Regions from separate parts of the Mus musculus genome. Here regions 2 and 3 are each linked to region 1. Evidence: chromatin contacts called from public HiChIP or PLAC-seq and promoter capture Hi-C data. All regions are on one chromosome and are shown on one strand. The core of a region is the stretch at or near the end of the contact, and the rest is flanking DNA. Distances in the headings are between cores, read along the strand shown.

Evidence for each region. HiChIP or PLAC-seq counts read pairs in DNA pulled down with a chosen protein or histone mark. Capture Hi-C pulls out chosen DNA fragments and counts their contacts.
Region 2: a contact with region 1 is called in an H3K27ac HiChIP or PLAC-seq map of embryonic stem cells, with 13 read pairs. The contact joins two enhancer-like sites. A contact is called at or near these places in 4 of 39 promoter capture datasets (the HPC-7 cell line, cranial neural crest, hematopoietic stem and progenitor cells and 1 more), 1 of 15 datasets of contacts at CTCF or cohesin (embryonic stem cells) and 4 of 115 datasets of contacts at active chromatin or transcription factors (embryonic stem cells, microglia and stem cell-derived neural progenitor cells).
Region 3: a promoter capture Hi-C map of adipose tissue shows a contact between it and region 1. The contact joins two enhancer-like sites. A contact is called at or near these places in 2 of 39 promoter capture datasets (the HPC-7 cell line and hippocampal neurons), 1 of 484 Hi-C or Micro-C datasets (embryonic stem cells), 2 of 115 datasets of contacts at active chromatin or transcription factors (embryonic stem cells and microglia) and 2 of 9 other capture datasets (adipose tissue and pancreatic islet).

Annotation. Positions count from the first base shown.
Region 1 is chr3:96,574,606-96,578,250 of GRCm38.p6, reverse strand. Polr3gl (polymerase (RNA) III (DNA directed) polypeptide G like) reads left to right here. Exons shown (of 8, transcript NM_027241.4): 8 at 1-379. Among named protein-coding and RNA genes, the nearest start is that of Gm15441, 9.6 kb to the right of the region's middle. Within about 2 kb of position 1,345, at least 381 of the 459 cell types and tissues checked have an H3K27ac peak or open chromatin away from gene starts, as enhancers often do. A contact at or near this core is called in adipose tissue and embryonic stem cells, where this site is marked.
Region 2 is chr3:96,416,351-96,419,764 of GRCm38.p6, reverse strand. No RefSeq gene overlaps it. Among named protein-coding and RNA genes, the nearest start is that of Gm24136, 4.7 kb to the left of the region's middle. Within about 2 kb of position 1,579, at least 18 of the 459 cell types and tissues checked have an H3K27ac peak or open chromatin away from gene starts, as enhancers often do. A contact at or near this core is called in embryonic stem cells, where this site is marked.
Region 3 is chr3:96,736,204-96,739,600 of GRCm38.p6, reverse strand. The region is part of intron 1 of Rnf115 (ring finger protein 115); the gene reads right to left. Among named protein-coding and RNA genes, the nearest start is that of Rnf115, 10 kb to the right of the region's middle. Within about 2 kb of position 1,415, at least 23 of the 459 cell types and tissues checked have an H3K27ac peak or open chromatin away from gene starts, as enhancers often do. A contact at or near this core is called in adipose tissue, where this site is marked.

The sequences.
Region 1 (3,645 bases), core at 96-2,595:
CCTCTGCCTCTGCCTCTGCCTCCCAAGTGCTGGGATTAAAGGCATTCGCCACCATGCCCAGCTTTGTTATTGTTTTTTGAGAGAAGATCTCATGTAGCTCAAGCTGGCCTGGAACTCGGTATGTAGCTGAGGCTGGCCTTGAATTTTGGACCCCCCCCCACCCCCCCAAGCCTTGGGATTACAGGGACGCGCCACCACAGCAGACTTACTAGCATTTACTTCTGTTGAGAAAAAATTGGTTAGAATCCAGGTGACCTGTGTGATCCCTGGGGGCTGTGATGCGCAGCCGTTGACAGTTTAGGGGAGACTTGGGGTGGGAACAGTCAAGAGGAGTAAGGCCTGTTTTGTACTTTTAAATAAAATGTTTGTATCTGTCTAACATGTCTAACAGAGTGATGTGTACTGGGAAAGGGCCGGAGGCAAGGCTGAGGGGGTGTCCAGTCAAGCCATTCTTACCCCTGCCACGCCCCCTTTCAGAGGACTGAATTTACAGCCATGCAAATGCTAAACGGGTGTTCCATCACTCAGCCATGCCCCCATCTCTTTTTATATATTTGCTTTAGAATTTTTAGGCAGAGCTTTTGCTAAGTTGCCTAAGTTGGCTTTGAACTTAACCCTGTAGCCCAAACAGGCCTGAAACTGTCTCAGCCTCCCTAGCTGTGGTCCCAGGTCTGTGCCACCAGTGTCAAATCTCTGCGTGTCCAGTGTGACACGGGTGTGTGTGTGTGTGTGTGTGACCGCCTTGACCCTTGACCTTTACTTCTCAGCTCTCCCTTGGAGGACATTCAGGAACTCATCTGCAATGCTGTCTGAAAGCAGCGCTGGGGAAAGCATAGGCTCGCCCACAGACTACCCTAGCCTTTGGCCTCCAGCAGCACAGGGACATGAGCCTGCATAGTCAGGCACATTTACCAGGACACCAGCCCTCTCCTTTCTCACACTTGACCTTGATGGTGTCCTTATTTACAAAGAGTGATTGCAGCTATTTTTGTGCAGGGAGTCCAGAAAGCCAGGGGCCGGGAGAGAGGAGTGACTCACTGCTTTCAGCTTACCGTCTTCCAGGACCTGGAGAGCCCACTTTGAAAGGCATATTTAGGATCTCCCTAAATATACTGTTCTCTACAGACAGCCGGGGTGTGGCTTGCAGCTCCTTCTTTTTTGTTGTTCTTTCCTTTGTGGAATTAAGTTAGCCTTTCTCACTCCACTTTGGGGAGGGGGTAGGCGGTGTTATCTTCCAGGAAGTAAGGAGGGTGGGGAGGAAGGGAGTGATTTAGGGACACTCAGCTCTAAGAGAGGCTTCCTCGCCCACACAGCGCTCCCTTGGGTGAGGTCACTTCCCTGGCCTCTGATTGGCTTCTAAGGAAGGCTTCCTCGAGCTGATTGGTTGCATGCACTTGCCATGCCACAGCCACGAGTAAGTTGCGTGTCCAGTATAGAAACAGAGTAAGGAGACCTGCAGAGACATCTGCCGTGCTACCACGGGAGGCCCCACTGAGCATTTCATAGTCTAAGGATGGACTGTGTGAGAAGCGTCCAATAAGCTTCCCAATCGCTTTTAGACAGGCCGACCGAATTTCCTACAGCATCGTGGGTTAGAGAACCGAAATCCAAGGTCAGGTATTTCTGACCCCATTGTACAGGGCAAAGAGGGGCTTAGACTCCATGGAGGAGAAGCGCCTTCAAGGCCTCGTTTAAATGTGGTAGCAAGTGTTGGGATAGAAGCCCAGCCAAGAAAGCAGAGCCGGGAACAGGAATAGAAGCGAACATTCCAGAGTTATTGAGCAATTTGTGGTGATTGATGTGTTTCCTTTTCTAGCTCTCCGAGGTGAGGGAAGGGCGGGGCCAGGAGACTTGTCCCTGGGGTTTCCCACAGTTCTACAGCCAGCGACTGTAGCTAGGGAGGAAACAGCCGAAAACAAAGATCCTGAACGGTTTGGTTCTGTTTTGTTTACCTGTTGTCTTTTCCTACGTTGTCCCGTGCACACACAGTGGAGGGGAGACACCATCCTAACCCTCATTACTTAAGTCCAGGTCTATGTTGAGAGACACTGCCACAGGCTAGCCCACCTGATGCTCCTCTTTTTTTTTTTTTTTTTTTTTTAACATTTCATTTATTTGGCCAAGGGTGTACAAAATGGCGTGTGTGGGGAGCCCAGAGGACAGCCTGCTGGAGTCAGTACTCTCCTGCTGCCATATGGGTCTGGGGGCTCACATGCAAGGCTTGGAGGCAAGCACCGAATGAGCCAACTCACATCCCTGGGAACTTGGTGGTGGGACCAAAGATCCCGAACTAAAGGTGGTAAAGGAGGGCAGGACACTAGTCCCCACCCATCTTTCCACAGTTCCGTCCCTTCACGTTGCCTTTCCCCTGGCGCAGGAGAAAGGAGGACAAAGGTTGGAATGACCACTTGGGATCAGTCATGCTACCTCAAAGACAAAGTGTCATAAATATCAAGTCATTCTTGGACTCTGCCCTGCCTGGACTCCTGCCTTCCCTGGCAGGTGACCTTGTTGGACAAAGCCAGTGACACGAGACACAGCAGCTTCCCCAAATTCCTAATTGGTTCCAGGCAATAGCTAAACCATGTCCACTGACCTTTCCCCAACTTCCCACAAGCACTCCCAAACAGGCAGAGGCTGGAGCCTGGGTCCAGCAGACAGGGTCAAAGCCGCTCTTCCTGGAGAGGCAGGCAGCACAGCAGTTGAGGCCTGGCCTACTAATTTACATAGACCTAGTCAGTGTTTGCCACCCAGGTACATAATACCCATTAGGAACAGTTCTTATTGTCTAAATTGCTCCAATGCCTGGACTGCAGACTAGATTTTACAGCAGGAAAACCTAACCCATGTTCCACACCTACCCTCCCAGGCCTCACCTCCTTAGGTAGGACCCGTGAAATGGGGAGTCGGTGAACAGGTGCAAGGACTCATGTGGTTTAAGAGAGGACCAAATAGAGATCTGGATGCAGCAAATTTAGGTTGAGAGTGGAGAACAAAGAAAACTGAAGGCCAGAAGGCAGGTGGATGGAGCGATTAGGCACCGCGGTTTGGTAAGGGAAAGGTAGTTGGTTTCTGCAACTTACTTTTATGGTTGTTTGAACTTTGAAAGTAAAGAAGGGTGTGGGCTGGTAGAGAATAAAGCAGGGTGTGAACTGGGGGTGTAGCTCAGTAGTCAGAGCACTTGCCCAGCATACACAAAGTCCTAGACTTTATCCCTAACACTACAGAACTGAGCATAAAAGCGTATGCCTCTAACCCTTGGTTCTATGGAAAATTTGAGTCCAAGCTGGGGCACAGGAGACACTGTCTCAATGGAAATAAAAGAAAAAGAAGCTGGGCATGAAGTGGGTCTACAGAGTGAGTTCCAGGACAGCCAGGGCTATACAGAGAAACCCTGTCTTGAAAAACCAAAAAAAAAAAAAAAAAAAAAAAAAAAAAAAAAAAAGAAAGAAAGAAAGAAAAAAGAAATGAAGAAGCTAAGTCAAGGGGAACAATTGTCATCTCAGATAGGCAAAATATCACCCCAGGGCTTTGGTGTCTTTACTCCATAGTCTTGTACCCTTGGAATGTTGTGTCATGACCCCCCCATGCCTCAGTCTCATGTCTGGTACACGAATCTGATACATGAGCTGTCTCCTGAGACCC
Region 2 (3,414 bases), core at 330-2,829, 160 kb after region 1:
ACCACAGGTGAGAGGCTGATGGCTTCATCTTACCAACAAAATTAATTTAATTTCTCCATTCAAGATTTAAGTCCTGTCAACTAAAAATAATTTGAACTGATTTCCTATGAGAACTCCTTTTAATTAATTTATTTATTTGGAAGTCCTCTCACAATTTAGCCCTGGGTGGCCTAGAACTCATTATGTGGAGTAGGTTGTCCAGCCTCTGCTTCTTGGTAATGGGACTTCAGTTGTGCAAGAACCGATACAAAGAGAAGCAGTTTGGGGCACCTTTTTACGTAAACATGTCACATAGTATGTATCCAAAAGTAGCATACAGAAGTATATAATTTAAAATGCTATAATGTCGTGGTAAATCTCCAACCCCAATATGCCCATGCAAAACCACACAACTCGGGTATAATATTTACAAGCCGCACACCTAGCCTGGGCAGATTCACCACTGCTCTACTCTATTCCCAGCTACATGATCTCTGGCTACTTGCAGCTTCTCCAGACCACGTGGTTCTGCTCCACCTTCATTTCCTCTCCTCTCCCTCCATCTTCCTCTGCCTTCCCCCTCTTCCTCTCTTCCCTTTCTCTTTAAAACCTCCAGCCCCACCTTTCCCTTCCACTGCCCAACCACAGGCTCTAGCCTTTATTGGACCAGTTAGAATGGGGAGAAGGTTCCCATGAAATCACCTGAGTACCGGATACACTCCTAGAGCAGGCAGCCTTCTCTTGAAGGAAGCAGAATTAACATCAGAATACAAACAGCACCAGTGCAACCCCTTTAAGTTGAAATTGTGGGACCCCGAGCGTTTCTCCCTGGAAGGTAAAGCCCCTGGACGTTCCCCAAGCTTGTTTTCCCTGATCTTTAAAAATACAGCCAGAAAGAAGCTCTTTGTTCTCTATAGCCAGCAAAAAGCCTTTTTGTTTCTATACTTTACAACCAGAGATGCCTGCCTTCGTGTGCCGAGGACACGGAGATAAAAATTCAGAAAGAACTCACTCCCCACTCCTGCCTTGTAAATTTCACCAAGGACACCCAGAAAAGAAGAACTCTCCTTCCAACTCCTCCCAACTCTTCCCAACTCCTCCCAATTCCTCAGCTAGCTGTTAAAAGCCCCCTAGGGGTCAAACTCCCCTGCCCTGCATGGTGGAGGAACTTCGTCCTCAGTAAGCTGATTATAAAAGCTCTTGCAGTTTGCATCAGGTGTGGTTTTCTTTTGGGACACTGGGGTGCTGGCCAGCTCATCCTGGGACTTGAGCGGAGGCCCAGCTTTAGGGGTCTTACAAAATCACAATCATGAAACAAAGTAATACAGCAAGACAAATTTACCAAAAATTTAAAAACATTTGAGTTTAAATATGTGATGGAATTGAGGGACTCTAAAGGCTTTTCCAGTCCCACACCCTCCTTACAGCTTCCCCCTCCTGCCTGGGGTCAAGGCTAGGCCGAGTTCCATTCTCCACCCACAGGAACATTCTTGAGTAAAAAATTCTCAGAATGTACTGACTGATAATTACCTGACCCTCTGGAAAGTACCAGGTAGAGTTCAAATAGAGCCAACAGATTTAAAGGTCAGTATGCTTAGCCAGTAAGTTTGGACTGTAACCTTGCTGATGTAACCTGTCCCTGAAAATATAAAAACTGCTTGTAATAGCCATTCAAGGTCACCTTCTAGTCATTCCTCTTGAGAGATTAATTGAAGGTTGACCCTGACAGGCCGGAAAATAACCCTCTTGCTTTTCCATTGATCCGCATCTCAGTTTCTCACTAGGGGGTGTCTCAAAGTAAGTACCACTGGCCAAGGGTCTAATACAGATCCAAGCTTAAGGAAGACACTGGGAGGTTTGGCTTTGGGGCTAGGCTTAAAGATGGTTAGAATTTAGATTTATTAGAAGCTGGGTGAGGTGGCTTACCTACCCAGCTTCTTGCAATCTCAAGGGAAGCCAAGGCAGGAGGGTTGAAGCAAATTCAAGGTCAAATTGGTCTACTTATTGTGTTCTAAACCAGCCAAGGCTCCATAGACTGTTTGCATGGCTTTCCAATGAATTCAGGTGCCGTAGCAAGCACAGCCACCGGTGTCTCGGGGATCTGGATAGGAGGAGGATGTAGACAGAGACACAAGACACCTAGTCCACTTCAAGAATGAACAATTTTTATTTTTCTCCCGATGCCCTCTATTGTTTTTAGCTGATAGTGCTAACACTGCAGGCAGAACTTGAGCAGTCAGTGACAAAGCCTTGGTAAAATATTAAGGCCTAGATGGAATGTGAAAGCCTAGGTATGGCTTTAACCCCAGCACTTGGGAGGCAGAGGCAGGCAGATTTCTGTGTTCGAGGCCAGCCTGGAGCCTGGTCTAGAGTGAGTTCCAGGACAGCCAGGGCTACACAGAGAAACCCTGCCTGGGGGGGGGGGGGGAATCCTAGGCTAACATTGCTTGGTTAGCCTGCCATTTTAAGGAAACTTTTTCATGTTTTTGCTGTTACTAGAAAAGTTTCTAATGCCAAGATTGATTGCATGTTCTCTTATGTTCTGTGCCCTTGGAAACCAATATAATTGTTTTGTATAGTTACCCACAATAAGCTCGGACCCAAACCAACCACTCAACAGCACTTCCTGTACCTGTGTATTAGTTGTTATGGTACAAGCTGCCCCTGGGTTAGAACCTGACATAGATTTTTTTTTTTTTCCGAGACAAGGTTTCCTCTGTGTAGCTCTGGCTGTCCTGGAACTCACTCTGTAGACCTCGAACTCAGAAATCCACCTGCCTCTGCCTCCCGAGTGCTGGGATTAAAGGCGTGCACCACCACGCCCGGCTAAAGTTTAAGTTCTTAAGATCTCCCTGGAAACTGACATCTGCTCTACAGAAAGAGACATGCACGTGTGTAAGTGACACCCTGGTTGACATGTTAGGACAAGAATGTTAGACAAGTCCTATCCTGGTAGACAAGTTAGGAGATGAATGTTAGACAACTCCCTTGCCACAGTTGAATACCTCAAACAATGGGAGCAGGTTGTGTACAACAAAGATATGTCCCTAAGGAAATTCCCTGTCCCCAAATCCTGATTGGTGAAATAACTTGGCACAGATGTTTGTGGATCTGTAGGATCTTACCTCAGGGCCATAGTTAAGTTCCCGGATCTGGACTGTGGCTCTGGTGGATCAGTTCTGAGGCATCGTATGCTCAGTAAACTATCCTCGTCTGAGATCCATGTTTGTGTGGTTTGTGTTGCAATTCCTGGACCCAACAACAATATCTTTTACCTCCTTATGTGAGTTCTCCCCTCTGTGCCTTCCTGACCTTGCTGTGGCCTTGTTTGGCCCAGAGGACATTCCTTCTAGGTTCTCTGTATGCGTTCATTCTTCTGTGGTTCTTGGGCACATTGGAGTCAAGCTTTGGACTTGACAAAGAAACTGCAGATCA
Region 3 (3,397 bases), core at 166-2,665, 160 kb before region 1:
CCAGCACCTACCTGGTGGCTTATCACCCTCTATAATTCCAGTTCCAGAGGATCTAACACTCTCTTCTGACCTCTACACAGGCATGCAGACAAAATACTCATACACATTTAAAATTTATATATTAAACATATATATCTTTTTTTTTTTTTAATTCCAGCATAGACTAGGGAAGAACTCCTGAGGTCCAACTCTGAGGTGGGGAACCACTGGCAATTGACAGCAGCTGAGGAGAAAGTCACTTTTTTTTGAGGATGTGGCTGCTAGTAGGTTGCCCATGCCCCAGTGAATGGCCCACACTAATGACCATATGGTCAACACTAACTGCACTACCACTAAAAATAATAAAAGAAAACATGAAGTTAGAGGGAGATCAGATGAAAGGGTCCTGGAGGAAGTAGGAGGGAAGTAGTAGTTGGTGGATAAAATCAAAATGCATTATACATGAGGACTGGAAAGATGGCTCAGCAGTTAAGAACACTGGCTGCTCTTCCAGAGGAGCCATGTTCAATTTCCAGCATCAACACAGCAGCTAATAACTATTTGTAACTCCAGTTCCAGGAGATCCAATGCCTTCTTTTGGCCTCCCTGGACACCAGGCACACAAGCAATGCATATACATATATGCAGGCAAGATACCCCCACACATGCAACCACAGCACTTGGAAGACAGAGGCAGACGGCCCTCTGTGAGTTGAAAGCCAGCCTGTACTTCACAGAGTGAGTTTCAGGACAGCCAGGACTACACAGAGAAAGTCTATCTCAGAAAAAAATTTAAAAAATTTTAATAACAAAAACAAATATGCCCAAAACACATGTTATATACATATGACATTTTTCAGAGTAAATTTTACTCTTTAAAGGTATGGTAGCACAGTCTTTAATCCCAGCACTTGGGAGGCTACATGCAGATCTTTGTGAGTTTAAGGACAGCATGGTCTTCATAACAAGTTAAGGACAGCCAGAACTACTTAATGAGACACTGTCTCAAAACAAACAAAAAATATGTTCTATAAAAGCACACTTTTAAATATACTATAGAAGTTAGGGAAGTAAAAGCACACAAAATGAACTTTTCTGAATATCCCCATTTTAGGTACTTTACCACAAAATAAGAATTGAACCATGTTTCTGAACAGCCTAAGCTATCAAAAGTAAGGAATCTGAAACTACTCAAAGCAGGACTGGTTATCATTTCACTGTGTAGGTGCATATCAAAGCATTATGGTGGTAAACACCTAGAATTCTAGTTCTAGGCAACAATGATTCCCGCTAGTCTGAGATCAGCCTGCCCTACATCAAGGAGCTGGAGAGAGAGCTCAGCAGTTAAGAACACTGGCTGCTCTTCCAGAAACCCTCAGCTTGGATTCCTAGTGAACCCATCTGTAACTCCAGTCCCAAGGGATCAGATGCCTTCTTCTGGCAGTCATGGGTACTTCATGCACATGGTTCACAGACATTCCTAACTCAGGTTCCAGAGGATCTGATGCCTTCTTCTGACCTCTGCAAGCACCAATCACACACATGGCACACATACATATGCACTACACTCACACACATAAACTAAATAAATTTAAATAGAAAAACAAAGGGTATAATACACACACAATAAGTAAGTAAATGTAATTTTAAAATCTTTTCAAAAAAAAAAAACTTTTGAGCTACCAACAAATTAAGAAAAGAATTATATAAATCTTTTGGCCTTTAACCTCAACTTACATATTGGAAACTCTAAGAATAATCTGAAATATTTCTACTTTGATAAGGGTCCTTCCTTCCTTCCTTTTTAAAGCTCTTTCCTTACAGTGTCCATGTACTTCCTTTCAATTAAGATTACGCAGCTCCATTCCTAAGACAGACCTACTTCTCTCTGGGCACTAGGCAGGTACAGAGCATTGTCAAATACTTTCAAAATCTGTTGTGACTGCTGCTAGTCCTAAATTCTCTAAGTTTATATTGTAAGCACTCTTCCTTATGTTTGGTTTCCTGAAAATAACAAGAACACTAATGACAGGACACTCTGACTCACTAATTAGTCATTCTTACACTCTCTTTAAGTTGCCTTGAGCAAAGCACTGTCAGTCAAACAGTACTACAACTGATGATTGGGTCAAAACAAAAGCATCAGTGACTGATTAGTGTGGGAGGAAAGGTGGACTGCCAAACAAACAGTGTGACAATGAAAACACCATCTCCTAGCCTACAGACTATAGACAACAGGGGCTCAGGTTCACTCAGAGTCTGCTAAGAACCTTCCTGTGCTACCTCCTCTAGTATTCCAATGTAAGGCCTAAAAACGAGTTCTACTGCATGGACAAGCTCAGCTGGAAACAGAAATGCAGCAGGGGCAAGCAGCCATGGACAAAGCCAATCCATGGGTACACTGAGAGTTGCACAGTACTTGGCAGCTGCACCAACACAATCATGGCACTGGGCCTGAAGTGCAACTTGTACCTGGGTGCTGTCTGTACTTCCAGGTTGACCTTAACCTTAAACCTCTCAGCTCCAAGCAGCTTCTGATCCCCAATCCTGGGTTCCTGTACAGTCTGCTTAAATAGGACCAATACCTGGTTTCTGAGCACACTGAGTCTGGCTTTCCAGTACAAAACACCCACAACCATTTAATAGCTGAAGAAACAGCAGAGACAGAGGCCCTGGCAAAGAAGCACCTGCCTAAAGAGATCTCAGAACCACTGGCTGCACCCACAGACCTGCATTCACATTGTGCTGCCCATGGGATTCTGTTGGGGATCTCATTCAATTACAAGATCCTGCCTTGGTAGGAGGGGATACCTGCACCTATGCAATCTTGGCTGCACACAGTACCAGTTCCTAGACAATTCTCTATATGTACCCAGGACTGCCCTTCATGCATCCTGGCTGTCTACCTGTTGGTTCCTAACAGTGGCAACAGTTTAAGAGGAGCCAAGGTAGAAGGAAGGGAAGTGGAAACAGAGACCACAGGAGAGCAGGAAGCTGGTAATGGTTATTAAGGAAGCAGAGAGAAAACCTGCAGGTGTCAGTCACCATAAAGTTCCAGAGAGCTGTGAAGTCTCCAAGGCCAATCTCAGATATCTGAGTTCTATAACAATGGCCTTCTGAAAAGAGCCAAGGATTCCAATACCCAAGCTGGCATTCAGACCTGTAACATTGGGGTGCCACTTGCCAATGCTTCTGCCTGACTACTACTGAAACTTGCTGCTATCTATAAGACACTCTGTAAATAAAGAAGCTGCTGGCCCTGCCTGCCTCCCATTATCTCTTTCCAGGTGGAGGAAAGACCCCCTCAGCAGCTGACTCCAGCTTCTAACCGGTATCTCTAAATTCACTTTCTATCACAAGAAGAATCAGTGTTAAAAGGAAGACTGATAATCAATTCACCCTTTCAATGAGGAGTTTA